2 separate regions of the Zea mays genome follow, and region 2 is linked to region 1. A link is a contact called in public Hi-C data. All regions are on one chromosome and are shown on one strand. Each heading gives the region's core, a stretch centred on a gene start, on an enhancer-like site or on the middle of the called end of the contact. The rest is flanking DNA. Distances are from core to core; before and after follow the strand shown.

Region 1 (3,468 bases), core at 316-2,815:
CTAGGATATGATTGCTTCTGTTTCTGTAATTCTGTACTATCTCCAAATTAGCATGTTCATTCATCTTGTTATAATGGTGATTGAGTAGTTAGGCTAATTTAACACTAGGATTGCATTTGGTTAGGTCCTTGCAAAATTGTCCAGGTAACATTGGCGATGACAATAGTACCTTAACCTAGCTAGGATATGTTTGGTCATGCAAGCTAGGATGTTGGAAGTCTTAACTGTACATAAGATTGCACGAGTGTACATTGTACACTGGCTGTTTTTTTAGCTTTGCACTTGCTCAAATTTCTATGGATCTTTGTTGATGGTATGATTTTTATTAAAGCTGGTTCCTGTTGCTGTTCAGTCCTCGAGATCATTAGGTTATTCGAATTAGGTATACAAGTGCTCTGACCATTCAACTAATATGTTCGACGCAGAACCGGTTATACGATTTGTTTTTTTTTTCAAATTATGTCTGGGAACACGATTTCTTTGTGTAATTGTTTGTATTTCCTGATTTGTTGTTTGTTTGCGGTTTAACACTGCCTTTGCCGGTCCAAGCCCGGATGAGAAATGTGGAGGGAACTGCAGTGTTTCTCACTCCCATAATTGGCATCAGGCTACCGGGAAGAAATGTTGTTTGGTCAAAACAGCTAGACTCAGAGCGCAGAGGGCGTAACCTAATCATCAAGCGGCAGTACAGTCATGCCTCCAGCCGTGTCTGGTAGCCTGGTAGTGGTAGTAATACTAGTTGTTTTGGAGACTGCATGCAAGTTCTTTTCAAGGAGTGCTGAACAAGTTTATTTATCAAGTCCTTTTTAGGAGTGCTGAACAAGTTTATTTATCTCATTACGCGCTGAAGAACTCAAGGCACAGCAAGCTACCTGAAGCCGTTTCGTTGATCTTCGAACCAATGGATACCTCTAATCTTCAGCGAAGTATGCACGTACAAAACTCTATTCAGCAAGCTACCTGACCGCCTGAGTCCTTATTAGGGACTAGGAGGGATGGTAATGGGTCGGTTGGATGGTAATGGGTCGGTTGGATTCGGGTCGGGTGAAGTAAAACTCTATCCACAATTACACGCAATTACACATGTGAAGTCTACCTAAACCTCTTGGATTCGGGTTGGGTAAAATAAAAACCCATCCGCAATCGCATCAGTGAAGTCTACCTAAACCTATCTGTGCGTAATTTTAAACCAGCACCTAAATCCCCAAATCCGTCGTAAGGTACATGTGTTTCAGTTCAACTGTCAATGTGCCAAGCAAAGGCCAAAGGGCCCATAGACATGTGAAGTCTATCTAAACCTATCCGTGTTGTATCTGCGTAATTTTAAACCAGCACCCAAATCCATCGTAAAGTACATGCGTTGCGTAATTTTAAACCAGCACCCAAATCCATCGTAAAGTACATGCGGTGCGTAATTTTAAACCAGCACCCAAATCCATCGTAAAGTACATGCGTTGCGTAATTTTAAACCAGCACCCAAATCCATCGTAAAGTACATGCGGTGCGTAATTTTAAACCAGCACCCAAATCCATCGTAAAGTACATGTGTTTCTGTTTAACTGTCAATGTGCCAAGCAAAGGCCAAAGGGCCCATACCCTAGAGGTCTGGTAATGGTGGTAACGGACGGCTCCTAAAGTACATGCGTTTTTGTTCTTCCTCCGGCCGACGATGCTAAGTTTTTCACAGCGAAACTTAATATCCTTCTATGTGCTTATGGTACACATGATTTTGAGGTAAATTCACTAGAAAATCAAAGTATGGTGGACGCTATATCTTGCCACACTGAGAGCTCTGCCCCTGTTGTTATGGTTATTAAGTCTATATTTAAATATAGACATAGACATAAAAATTAATAGACATAAGATTAATAGCTATAGCCGATACTATTTAGATATTTTTGTTTTTGAAATTGGGTCTTTAAAAAGAACGGGACCTAGGCTTCAACGATGCATTCCTTGGTTCATAGTTTTACTTTTGAAATCTTGATAGCTGGGACCTGGGCCTAAAGTTTCCATATACGCTAGTATTAGAAGTCATGTGAATTCTTGTACAAACTCACCTGAAGTTTTTTTCCGTCAGGTTACTTGATGTTTTCTTACTGTCACACGTAAAATTACATTTAGCATGGCTAAATAATATTGATTATTTATTAAGTTATCATAATGAAACCGATCTCAAGTAGTACATTTAACAAGTTTACAGAGACCTATATATGTTTTTATTAGCTTAGTTGGACACTTGGTGCTGTCTGAAACTCATGTTGAAATGTTCTTAGGAGACTTAATTTGAACCACTAGTTTTTTGCTGCCTTACATGAAAATATTAGGACATATTATTTAAAGTAAAGGCTTCAATATGTTGAGCAACATTACCAGGGGTCTAAGGAGGCCCACGGAGGGGCTGCGGCAGCGACAGCCATGGGCCATCTAAGTGAGATTAGATAAGGATAATTAGAGATAAGATTAGAAGATTAGTTGAGATTATTTAGGAGAGTTTTTAAGAGAGTTTTAATGAGATAATGATTTCTAGCTAGACAAGGGCGGCGGCCTATTTATGTAATCAATAGATGAGAAATAAAGTAGGCAAGAATTAGAATGGAGAAACCCTCCTCTTGCTCAAATGTGATACATTTACTAGTCCTAGGAGGCTAGTAAACACATTTATACATCAGATGATTCCAGATCTGCTTAAACGAGACAAACCTATAAAGGTGGCGACAACTTTAAGAGTTGGTCCACAACTCGGGACATATCATCAGAGTGGGGCGGAAGCAGCCCGATATACGCAGCGAAGCAATTCGGCGGTTCCAACAGCCACAGGCAAGGTTGGGAACAGTCGTAACTCTTACTCGATCTCCTTTTTCTGAAAAACAACAAATAAGCAAGGGTGAGTACAAACGTACTCAGCAGCCCACCTTCACCCGCGGAATGGGGAAATCAGATATAATGCATGGAATATGTGGAGCTCAGGATATTTTACAGAAACAACAATATTTTATGCAGGGTTGTTTTGAAAAACATTTTGTATTTTGCAAAGCGTATCCTCTCCAAAAGGAGTAAGAAGTTTTTCAATATAGAACAAAATCCCCTGGACTAAACCATCCAGGTATCTCAGCAGTTTCCCACTGGTTTTCTTTTTCAAAAACAGCTACTGGACTTCTCGTCCACCATAGCTCACGGCTCAACCGTCGGACCTTTTAAAAATCACTTTTCTCAAAAGCACCTTTTTTTAAAAAACAAAACACTAATTGCCATACCACACCAGACTCGTCCATTCCTGTGGACACAGACTATTCGAATAGGTTTTCAAACTCTACGCAGAGGGGTACACTTTACCCACTAGTCTGGCTCTGCGATCCCATAGCTAGTGAGACCAGAATCCGAATCTCTTTCTTTCCTCGCACGTCCTAACCTTAACGGTTATACCGGAAGGAGTCAGGTCACCGCCATGTCCAAACCGGACAAAAC
Region 2 (3,468 bases), core at 476-2,975, 500 kb before region 1:
TGTCATAGTGTTTTGGGTTTGGTAACATCACTAGACATGTTACTCGAATAAAATTGCACTCTTCATGAACCTAGGGATGAGCTCATTGTACCAAAACAAACTTTCCTATTCTCAAGATAATATAATCTTACTCTTGAAACACATCAAAGTTTGGTGGATCAAGACATTCCATAATTCAATTTCTCATTTCATCATATCCATCTTATCATTAAGCCAATTAGTAGTTAGATAACAAGACCTTGTTGAAATTGTGTCACTACTGTTAAGCCACATATTGAAGGGGAGAATAAACTCTCCCATTGAAAATTGATGTTCTATTCATCAATATTATTAAATATATCATAAAGCATGTGACTTGAGAAATAAATAATTCATACCAAATTTGTCTCCAACCTAGTTTGGTCTCTAGTTAAAAGTATGTCTTACATTCATGATTTTTGGCCAAAACTAATTAGTGTTGCATTTTCACCAAGTTTCTTTTTATAGTTCATTCTGGCCCATGGTGATTAGACTAGTTCGATAGAATAACTTTTTAAAGAGTTAATGTGACTTATAAATATGTATGGTTTTGGATAGACATAACCCAAACATGATTTCTTCCTATAAATATGTGTGCATGCTATCATTGAAAAACACAACACACCAATACATCTAGGTTTTATCTCTTCTTGTCTCAGTGATTTTGCACAGTGGCGGGCCCAAAATTTCTTTACTGGGTATGCGAGATGAAGAGATGTCCTAGGAACATTGTCGTAGTGGGCTAGTGGGCCAGGAGGATAGCCGCGGAATGTCGCCCATAGTGGTCTAGTGGGCCAGGAGGATAGCCGCGGAAGACAAAAACTAATGGGTCTGACAAGATCATGGAAGAAGTTTTCAAGAGTAGAGATAGTGTTGCATACGTACATATACTATATACATGTATATTTATTTTTTGGCAAAAAAACTGGGTATGCAGCTGCATACCCATGCATCTATGTAGGTACGTCCCTGATTCTGCATCAGGAGAGGACGAATAAGATTTTTGGGAAGCACTCTACGCGACTGCTCGATCGCTTCCTCAACTTGTCGTCTTCAACTTCGTTGCCATAGCTTGTTTTCCTCCTCGCCGTGCAGGTCTTTCATGTCATTGACAACAACGAGACAGTGTTGAACGTCGTCGTTGTCTTCTCTACACGATCGTCATCCACAAAGAAATGTATAACTATCTTGCTGCAATCATATCTTTCATACTGTTTAATTTAATATGTTTAGATATAGTTCTACTAGTGCAAGTTTTAATATTAATTGACATAATGTGCATGTTTAGATATGTTTGTTTTATGTACATACATGTCACAGTGGCCATACTTTATTTTCGGATTAAATTAAAACTAAATGTTCTAATTTGTACAACAATAGTAACACATGAGCAGGGGCTCTCTTTAAAATATTTTAAGGGAGTTCATGGGAAGTATCTTCATTGTATGGTTTAACAGGCTGTAGTTGGGCCCATAGTCACAAAGTTCCTGAATCGATATAGATTGTGAGAGGTTTTACATGGTAGTAACAAAAATTACCCACATTTTTAGATGAATCGATATAGATTGTGAGAGGTTTTACATGGTAGTAACAAAAATTACCCACATTTTTAGACCGGGGACGGCGTTTCTAGGTCGAGGGCAATACTACCGTACTCTTTTATTGTAACTATGGTTGGGCCTCATGTGACAAGTCTGTATGGGCCTTCAACGTCCATCGTTTCTTTTAGATGGACCTCAGTTAAAGAATACCATACTGAGTAGTTATAACTGAATCAGTACAAGTGTTTTTGTTTCATTGGTTTATTCGTAAGACCATGTCGGTGAACAGAGTTACTGCAATTATTCACTCTGTCCTAAAATATAGTTCTTTCTAGCCTACTTTTTTCTAAATATAGTTCTTTCTAGCCCACCTTTTTTTCTTTCATATTTATTCAAATGATAATAAACATAGACATATATAATATATGATTAATCTAAAACGAATTATATTTTGAGACGCAGGGAGTAATCTTACAACCAATTTTGAGACTCTGAAGCCATCATAAAATAAAAGGCATACACATCTTTACTCCAGTCTAAGTGACAAATAAATTTGAATCACAACAGCTTGTATTTCAGACACGGGCAATAAAGTTTATCCTGGCATGCTAAATATGCCATCACCCAACTCTATAGTGTATTAGTGTACACGCATGACACAACACACATCTGAGGCACGTAAGGATCTTGAAGACCAGTAAGCGCCTCCTGGCTCCTGCAAGCTCTCATCAGGTAGGAAGAAACACCATATCTTAGGCCTTCGCATCAGCTTTAGGCAGGCCAAGAAGAGATGGCCGGTAAAGAGACTGCCTCTGTGCCATCTCAATTCTTTCCCGTGGATCATACATTGATTCATCACGTATTGCCTGGAGGATGGAATTGGTCGTAAGCTCCCTGCAGGTAAAAGTTAAACAATTAGCCCAATAGCGACTCAATGAGTCTAAGTGCACCAGTACAAGTTTCCAACCTCTTGATCAAAATTTTGTATAGTGTTTTGAGTATTGGGCATAGCTCAACAGGAGCAACAGCCTTCTTGGTTTCTGGATGCATCACGCTTAGGCTTCCCTGGCTCAGCAGTTCATAAAATGCATTGACTGCAGAAACACCCTAGATCACAGAAACGAATAAGAATCAGCATATAGCCTAAGCGTTTAAGCAAAAGGCACCTGGCATTTAAGCAAACTTCACATTGTCCAAATGGTGGGTTGGCAGCACAAACCTGGATAGTCCCTTTGCCCTTGATGCTGTCCCCCATTTCTAGAGTCAGTTCTCCCTTAGCTAACTTCTGCCCATACCATGCATTGCGACCTTTCAGCAGTGTGACGTATGTATCAGCTAATAAGGGTCCTGCAAGTTTCTCGGGCTCTGGTGCTAGAAGATGAGTGATGTATATCATTTCCGATGTGCAAAGTGAAAAGTATACTGATTTGCTGGTTGCACTCTCATTCGTAAGGGCCGCCACCATACCTGCACGATAAGACCATGTTCAGCAATATGGTACATATATTAGGCTGACCGTGAGGCACTGGATGTAATGCGCTACCCGATATAGCGTACAAATTTTGCTGCAGTGGTTGACTGGGTGTGCTACGCTATTTTGGCGTAGAAGGAGCGGACGGACGGTATACCTAGCGTCACTGCGTCAGTACGAAAGCAATTGTATCCACTGCACCATGAGCTTACAGCAGCGTGTGTATGGAAAGAATTGAAAAAATGATATAATATAAGGTAGTTGATATAGGGTTGAGACATGGAGTTAATATGACTGCGGAGGATTGTAGTATAGGGTAAAGAATTTTGTTGACAAGGATAGAATATTTCTTTTAGAGTACAAATTTAGAGTTGTATGAGTGCGGATAGCCTTAGGCTCTAGAATAACTAGGTAGAAGTGGATAAAGAATATGGGGGC

The links. Hi-C and Micro-C count contacts between places; a contact is called where the count stands out from the background.
Region 2: a Hi-C map of tassel shows a contact between it and region 1, with 1.9 times the contacts expected there. The contact joins two enhancer-like sites. A contact is called at or near these places in 2 of 25 Hi-C or Micro-C datasets (leaf and tassel).

Annotation. Positions count from the first base shown.
Region 1 is chr8:123,002,543-123,006,010 of Zm-B73-REFERENCE-NAM-5.0, reverse strand. LOC109941443 (a long non-coding RNA gene) reads left to right here. Exons shown (of 2, transcript XR_002264078.2): 2 at 1-857. Among protein-coding and RNA genes, the nearest start is that of LOC109941443, 14 kb to the left of the region's middle. Within about 2 kb of position 1,565, at least 17 of the 20 cell types and tissues checked have an H3K27ac peak or open chromatin away from gene starts, as enhancers often do. A contact at or near this core is called in leaf and tassel, where this site is marked.
Region 2 is chr8:123,506,913-123,510,380 of Zm-B73-REFERENCE-NAM-5.0, reverse strand. LOC100191807 (glycerol-3-phosphate dehydrogenase) reads right to left here. Exons shown (of 5, transcript NM_001137232.1): 3 at 2,779-3,026; 4 at 2,527-2,666; 5 at 1,991-2,453. The coding sequence ends at 2,312. Among protein-coding and RNA genes, the nearest start is that of LOC100191807, 3.9 kb to the right of the region's middle. Within about 2 kb of position 1,725, at least 5 of the 20 cell types and tissues checked have an H3K27ac peak or open chromatin away from gene starts, as enhancers often do. A contact at or near this core is called in leaf and tassel, where this site is marked.